3 separate regions of the Gossypium hirsutum genome follow, and all the other regions are linked to region 3. The links are chromatin contacts, called in public Hi-C maps. All regions are on one chromosome and are shown on one strand. The core of a region is the stretch at or near the end of the contact, and the rest is flanking DNA. Distances in the headings are between cores, read along the strand shown. Region 1 holds the start of LOC107916222 (ER membrane protein complex subunit 6). Region 2 holds the start of LOC107916208 (phytochrome B). Region 3 holds the start of LOC107915086.

Region 1 (2,700 bases), core at 93-2,592, 370 kb before region 3:
TTATACTAATCCTATACACATTATATATGGGTAAAGTATAAAATAAATAAATAATAGACGAAAATTTAATATAATGTAAATATAAAAATTATTTACCTTTTTTCTTTTTTACATTTTATAGGAAAATTTTAAATTCTCAAATTTAAAATTATATAATAATGATAATTTTTTTATTTTCATCCTTGAGTTACACTCAATCATAAAAAGAAGGTTCAAAGGACATTCCTCATGCTTGACATGTGGTATAGCCTCTATTTTTTTTATAGGATAATGATAAATTTTCAATTTTAGTCCTTATGCTACACTCAAATTTTAGATTATGAAATAATAGTCAAATTTCAGTTTTAATCCTTATGTTACACTCCAATTTAAAATTTAATCTTTATACTTCTACTTTTTGATGTAATTTGGCAACTCAATTTTTCACAATGTCATTTATTAACTCAAATATTTTATTTTGATTATTATCCTGATGTAACTTTTTAGAGTTATTAATGCTATTAAAGTTATTTGTTAAATTAAAATACATTACAATATCATTTTTTTAAATACATTGCAATTAATTTTTTTTAATTTTAAAATATTTAATAGTATTAACAATTAGATCTGAATTTTTTAAATTTAAAAGGAAAAGGAGCTAAATTTCTAAAAATAAAAATAAAAATACTAAATTTCAAAGCATATTTTAATATTCAAATATTTATTCTAGAATTTTAATATTTTTATTAAATTCAAGTCCGTTGCAATGTTATTTTTTTTTACATGGATACCAAATGAGTATTTTTTTTCATTTCAAAATGCCACAACAACAAATTTAACAAAATAATTTTAATAGCGTTATCAGATGGATCTAAATTTTTAAATTCGAAAAGTAGAAGGATTAAATTCCAAATAAGAAAAGAGTATAAGAACTTTGAGCAAATTATAACCTTTAAATTTTTACTCTATAATTTAGTCAATAAATAAATAATTAACCCAAAACCAAGCGTGGGTGGACACCGTAGTAGTTTGATTTTTTGACCGTTAAGAAAAGTCCTTTTTCAGCAAAGATGGCAATAGGGATGCGTTTTATGTTTCTCTCTCCAAAATTGGCCTACTTTCGTTAATATCTTTTGAAATTGGCATATTCGACTAATTTACCCAAAACAATAAAGATTGAATAATAAAAATGATAAATACGCACGATGTGGATGTTTAAAAGATGATACAAATACATCTCTTGTAAAATTAGTTTAATTAAGATTAAACAATAATTCATAAAAAATAAAACCAAAAAAAAATGCTAATTTTTATTTCTGTGGATTTTTTTTATAATTTTGAAAAAGTAAAGGGAGTGTAATGGCATTTAATGGAAAGACGGGATTATTTAAGACTTGATCAAAATAAAATAAAAATTTCGAGTGGGCTATCTCGAAGTAAATTCTCAGTAGAAGAATACAGGAAAAAAAGGGTGTCTCGTATTCTCCGATCATCTGGGTAAACTCTTTTTTTTCTTTTTTTGTATTCTCTTATCTGTTTTTGAATGGTTTGTTGATGCTTAGATCCATTACTATCCCCTACGTTTCGATTATCATGGATGTAAAATTCTTATATTCTTTCATATTAACCACTTGAAATTTTCGAAATTTGATAATGTATATCTATGCTGCCTTTTGATCGAAGTTCCAAAATTTGAGACGCTCTGCCGTAGTCAAAGGAACATGTAATACGATAAATGTTTCGGAATCTGTTTTTCATATCAGTAATGCTGCATTGATCTTTTAGATTAGCGCAGTAAGGACTTTATAATTGTTTCTCAACTATTTCGCTTGTGCTTCACTGGGTAATTCACCGATATGGTATTTCTTTTTCGTTTTCTTTATACTAAGCCTGTCAATTGGATGGATGGGATTGATTATTTTGACTCCAAATCATTTTGATTAGTGTTTGATGCTTTGATTTTTTACGGATTTAAATCATTTCAAAATTTGTCGTTCTGAATTATTTTTGGGATTTGGATTGCAGAATTGACAGGTAATGGCAGGACAGGGTGATTCAAGTTCATCTGAGAAGAAATCAAAGGAAGTTATGAATGATGTATCAACTTTTAGAGCAGAGAATTTGCAGAATAACATGAAAGTTGTATATTACAGGTATGTCTATGCTCACATTTAGTGAAGATACTAAAAGTTGTGTGTTGAAAGCCAATACTTGAGATAAGCATTGTGGTTTCATTTGCAGCCGAACGTTTTTGTCGATAATCGGAGGGGCTATTGCTGGGATTTTAGGGTTGACAGGCTTTATGGGTTTTATATTGTATTTCATTGTCATGGCAATTACTTCAATTGGACTCATAGCAAAGGCAAAGTTCTCCCTTCATTCTTATTTTGATTGCTGGAATCGGATTATACTCGATGGATTCTTGGGTGGGCTTATGGTAAAGCCTTTTCTTTTATGTTTTGACTTGCTTTACGTATTCCCATATCTTCAATGAATCTAAATTTTGTTCTTTTGCTTTGCCTAACCTTTCATCTTTTTCCTTGGCTTATATTCTTCTTTTATTTTTGCAGTCATTTGTGCTATTCTGGACGTATCCTTTTCTTTAGATTTAGAAACTTTCTACACAACATTGCGTTCTGTAATCATGCTTAATTGAACTCGATCGGAAAAAAAACTTGAGCTCAACTCAAAATTGGTTGCGCAAAACAAGATTCGAGCTCA
Region 2 (2,897 bases), core at 33-2,532, 270 kb after region 3:
TTTCCATTGATAATAACTGCCATCGCCAAAGAAGCAATTGACCCCATGTTAGCCATATACTGAGCATGGCAACCATGAGGGGCCCGAAGAGTGGATCCAACCAAACACAGAGGTTGCATTAACCCATCATCCTGAACCACACGCACTGGCGTGGCATGACAGTCCACTATCATCCTAACTCTATTCTGCTTAAACAAAAACCTTGAAGCCTGGGGAATATCCGTTGCCGGATAATGTAAACCTATGTAAGGGTCCAAGTCAGGCCTTTTACTCTCGGCCACGACCTCCCCATGCTCATCCTCATGAAATTTATAAACCATTACCCTATGATATCCAGTAAGCTGTCTCACACTTTCCACAACCGTGTCACACAAAAGCTTAATATCGCCTCCAGGGAGGGACTGTAACTCAGAAATAGCACGGACAGCTAATTTCTGCGATTGGACAGCCCCGGCAATAGACAAGGCAGGATCCTCAGTTCTAGCAGGTTCTAAATCAATCACAATTCCAACATCAATCCTATGTAAAATAGCGTAAAAGGGCTTCCCCGAATTCTTAGAGTGAATCCAAACCGGATTCAGCAACGTGATCTCGCGGGCGGCGAAGGCTTTTTCCAACAAAACAGCGCTGGAAGGAGTGAAAAGGGTTCGAACATCGGTCCCAATTGCAAGAACTTCGATCCTCTCCAAATTGGGAACGGATTGAGGGGTAATCCCAAGCATCTCGCGTGCGTTTTCGCTGTAGGCGATGATACGGAAACTGGGTTCGTCAACCGCAATCATGCAGCCAAATGGCTGGATGTGGCCCCCTCTTTGGATTTTAGACAAGTAAGCAGTGATTTGCTGCTCGGGAACCGACTGGGTAGTAGTTTTAACGGATTGGGAGTAATCAAATGACTTACCCGATTCCCCCGACTGCTCGAAAACAGCGTGGAGGCGAGCATCGACTGTGTACTGAGCAATGGCTTTGCTTATAGAGTCAGCCTGGTGGTGGGTATGGGATGCTCTCATGTTACTTGTGCCTGAGGACTGAGCTTGCTGCTGCTGCTGCTGTTGTTGGCGTCGCTGATGGGAGTGAACTGCTCTGCTGCCTGAAGACATGACTTTGTTAAGTGGTGGTTTGTTGGGGATGGGGGGATGATGATATTTTTGGGAGGAAATTCTGTCCGTAGTGTAAATGTAGTGTAAATTGTAAGGGATAGGTTTTGGGGGCAAAGTAGTGACAGACCCACGTGGGCAAGAAGATGCTGCTGTCATCTACTATCTGTGTTTTTGCAGTGGGATTGCATTCGGTCGCCAGTATTTTTTAGATTTAGGGTAAACTCCAATTTTAGTCATTTATATTTACTTAAATTATATTTTGGTCACTGAATTTTTTTAAAAATACTATATTATCATTAATGTTATTGATTAGTTATGTTATGGTCACGTAGCTGTTAGCTATCATTAATACTGTAATGGAAAGTTGATCTAGCATGTTAAAGAAAAGGGAAAGTTCAAAAAAATAAAGGAAAGTATCAAATTGCTAAAAAGAGTACAATGACTAGCTATAGAATTCAACCTAATTTTTTTGTTTGAAATGATGGTATTAATGTGCCACACCACCACACCGTTAACAAGAGTTAATGGCTCAATGATCATATCATATTGTATCGATAATGTTAATGATTAAATTTTAATGATCAAAACATAATTTTAAGTAGATATAAATTACTAAACTTATAGTTTACCCTTAGATTTATTATTATCAGATTAATTACCTAAATGTTTCAAATTATGAGTAATTGGTTTCACTCAATTCTATTGTTAACTTTGATATTAAATTCTATCAAAAAAATATTTGGTATTAAATGTCATATTAAATCCGTCTTGTTTAAAAATATTTATTAATCTGTACATTTAAAAAAATCAAATCTAGTAAGAATGAAGTTAGATTTCTTTTGATAGAAGCACTAAATTGAATTATAAAATCTTTAGACCAATAGTTTTTCAGGGTCAAATTGCAATTTTACTAATATGTAATTTTTTTTAGTAGAAAGGAACAAGGCTCTTGGATGCAGCTGCAGTCTCATAGTTAATATGAAAACCGATTGGAACAATTACTCAATTGGGACCTAAAATATTTAAAGTCATAGTTAAGAGACATGGAGTATAATTAATCCTTTTTATCTCAGATAAAACAAAGTAACCACAACTTTTAAAAAAATACATTTTGACTTTAGGAATGGTTTTGCTCTGACCAATATTTTTAGTTTTTTTAAAAATAAATAATAATAAATTTATTTTAGTGCATTGACCTTTAAAGAGTAATGAGAATAGGAGTATAGGAGTTAGTGTTGTGTTATTGGTGGCTTTGTTTTAAGGTTGGTGTTCATACCCCGTAAAGTCAATAAAGTAATAATCATTTATAATAAAGTGTAATTTAAGAAAAATAAGTCACCATATTAAGCTTGTTTTCTGTTACTTAAATTATAATTTAATGGTGTTTGTTTTATTATTATTAGATTTCGTTAATTATTGTTTATTTTGCATCGAAAAATAATGTGAGAGTTCAAAAATTAATATAATAATAATATCTATTACATTGTGCTTTTAAAGAAAATTAACACTTAACATTTACAAATTATTTCAATTTGATTCTAATTCTACAAAAAAGTATACCTTTTATTTATTTCTTTTATCATTATTTCTTCCCTTTTATCTTTTATTCTCCTCTCTTCTAACTCACACAAATCTTTTCTCATCTAAAATCTCCTTAAATGAATGTCTTTTTATTTGGTTAAAGATTTTGTTTTCTTTTGTATGTTTTTTTCTGTTAAAAATGTTAAATAATTAAAATTTTAATTAAGTTTATTGTCGAAAACTGAATTCATTTTTTTGTTAAAACTCTCAATGAAC
Region 3 (2,795 bases), core at 70-2,569:
TTGCAGAACCAGCAGGAACCATGGCCCCCTTCAGTGCCTTCTCAAGCGCAATCAATTCTGGCTGTCCTGCCTATAGTAGAACAAATAAGTGAAGAACAACACTAACAACTCAGTTTAGATATCTAGCTGAAGCTTAAACCAGTAGTAATTATTAAGATGCAATAAGGAATGAAAAAACTTACAGGAAATGTGTTATAAACAACATGATGTTCGATATCAAGGGGCTCCTCGGTCTCGAGACAGGAAGGCCTATGAGAGGGAAAGCTAACTCTCAGAAACTCCTCCAATTTCTGTGAATCGACATTGTACCGATAGCCACCATCTCCATTGAGACCAATTAGCACCACATTCACCTCGAGCGGAACCTGAAATGGAACCTGCACAACAGAACCTGTTCTAATCATAACCATAGATGAGTAAAACTAAGCTAACAGCCACAACCTCTTCATGTTTCTAGGGATTTCAGGAACGCAATTTAAATTTTGAATCACATTTTGGGAGAGATCAACTGCGTAGCTCATTCACTCAAGTCGAAACCTATAATATTGGTAAGTTCCTTTAAAGTAATCATTAAAACAACAAAAAGTCAATGAAAATTGGCGAGAAAAATGTCCATATAAGTTTCTTTAGAGATTTAACAAGATTTTTAGAAAGGGAACCTTTTCCAATCATAACCAGAGATGAGAAGAACTAAGCTAGCAGCCACTAACTCTTCAAGGTTCTAGAGATTTTCAGAACGCAATTCGAATTTTGAATTACATTTTAGGAGAGATCAACTGTGTAGCTCAAATTCAGTCAATTCGAGTCCTATAATTTTCGTAAATTCGACGCTCTAAAGTAATAATTAAAATGAAAAAACCTCGATGAAAACCCGACATTATTAATAATATGAATTTCTTTCAAAAAAGAAAACTCGATGAAAATTGGCGAGGAAAAAGTCGTCATTAATTTCTTCACAGATTTAACAAGATTTTCAGAGCGAGAATCGATTACCTCAGCACGCGTGTGGAGCGTGCGGCGAACATCGGATCGGACGCTGTCGCGAACTTCGAGGAATGCGCTATGGTGCCAGTGAGGGAGGCCGGGGTCTCTTTTGAACGCTTGTTGAGTAGAATCGGAGAGAGTTGCGAGTCCACTGAGTGTAACGAGAAATATCGCATATGATAACATAGACGATAACCTCGATCTCGATTCCATTTCAGTGATAAAAACAGAGGAGAAATGCGTGAAAATGCTACTCAATTAATTTTGTATGAGCTTTTTAGCCATTACCGGCGATGACTTGCGCCTAGACTGAACTGTGAAATAATAATTTACAAAGTTTCCAAAATGATCCCTGCTTTTGTGGTTAAATTACGAGATGTAGAATGAAAACATTTTATAATGGGCCTTTTGATTTTGGGCAATCAATTTTCAACTTGAAGCAGCCCACCCCATCTTCTCCTTTCATCAAATTACGAAGGGTTAGACTTGGTGTGTTTTTCCGTTATTTTGAAAAATAAATAGAGTGAAAAGAAAATTAAAATGATGAAAAATTGAAGGATGGAAAAATAAAAAGATAAAAAAATATATGTAATTTTTCTTTTTATATATGCGCCGGGTAGAAAAGATGGAAAAGATTTTTTTTCTTTCATTACCGAGTAAAATTGAAAGATTAAATTAAATAAAATAAAACATTTGAAAAATACACAATTTAAATTAAGAGACACTTCTCTCTCACTTTCTCTCTAATCGTCATTTCAATTTGGAAGATTTTTTTTTATGCATTAGAATAAAAAATTATTATTTCTCCTATTTTCTTTCCCACCCAGTATACTTAAAATTTATTTTCTTTCCACTTTTCCACTCCCTCTCGACATCACTCCACTTTTTCACCTAACCAAGCACACCCTTAAGATTTGCTTGGTACAAATGAAAGAAATTTAGAAAAATGGAGAGGAAAACTAGAATGATGGAAAATATAAATTTTCTTTCCATAGATGTACTTGGTAGAAAAGATGAAAAAAAAGTAATTTTCTTTCTCTCAATTGCTTGGTAGAGTTGAAAAGTGAAAGCAAAGCAAATAAAACAACCGAAAAATGTAAAATTTGAACAAACATATACTTTTCTCCCATTTTCTTTTCTCTGATCATTCCAATTTAGAAAGATTAATTTTTTATGCATTAGAATAGAAAATGATCATCCCTTCTATTTTATTTTCTCACTTTTCTTTCCAACTAAATACACTTCAAATTTATTTTCTTTCCATTTTTTCATTCTCTTTTTCCATCCCTTTATTTTTTTCATCCAACCAAATACACCTTAAAGTCATATGCAATGGTACAACCTTAAAAGACATAGGTACTTTTTTGTTTGAAGAAGCACTTTTAGAATCAAAATAATATTCTTAACCCTCATTTATTATTAAATTTATTTTTTTGCGATATTTATATTAGGTATACAATTATTTCACTTCTTGAAATTTATTTCAACATTATATATTTGAACTAATTTGTATTCTTATGTGATGCACAATTATATATATTAACTTTTTAATTCTTTTATAACATAGTTTATGTTAATTTCTTCAAAAAAGTCATTATTAAATTAAAAATTAATGTAATTAAAAATATTTAACTAATTTAGAATCAGTTATATTAGTGTTATTTAATCTTAAAGGTATTTACTATTAAAACAATACAAAAATTCATCATGGTATAAATATTAATATTAATACATTATAGTTTAAAACTATTATTAATAATATTAATATATTATAATTTAAAAATATTATTAATAATTTCTTACAGATTCTT

What was found. Hi-C and Micro-C count contacts between places; a contact is called where the count stands out from the background.
Region 1: a contact with region 3 is called in a Hi-C map of leaf, with 2.1 times the contacts expected there. The contact joins the promoter of LOC107916222 here to the promoter of LOC107915086 in region 3. A contact is called at or near these places in 3 of 34 Hi-C or Micro-C datasets (all in leaf).
Region 2: a Hi-C map of leaf shows a contact between it and region 3, with 2.5 times the contacts expected there. The contact joins the promoter of LOC107916208 here to the promoter of LOC107915086 in region 3. A contact is called at or near these places in 3 of 34 Hi-C or Micro-C datasets (all in leaf).

The regions. Positions count from the first base shown.
Region 1 is chrD10:53,423,760-53,426,459 of Gossypium_hirsutum_v2.1, reverse strand. LOC107916222 (ER membrane protein complex subunit 6) reads left to right here and starts at 1,342. Exons shown (of 5, transcript XM_016845379.2): 1 at 1,342-1,476; 2 at 2,005-2,132; 3 at 2,221-2,416; 4 at 2,550-2,569. The coding sequence starts at 2,017.
Region 2 is chrD10:52,780,166-52,783,062 of Gossypium_hirsutum_v2.1, reverse strand. LOC107916208 (phytochrome B) reads right to left here and starts at 1,282. Exons shown (of 4, transcript XM_016845363.2): 1 at 1-1,282. The coding sequence starts at 1,256.
Region 3 is chrD10:53,050,176-53,052,970 of Gossypium_hirsutum_v2.1, reverse strand. LOC107915086 reads right to left here and starts at 1,319. Exons shown (of 16, transcript XM_016844203.2): 1 at 994-1,319; 2 at 183-377; 3 at 1-70. The coding sequence starts at 1,197.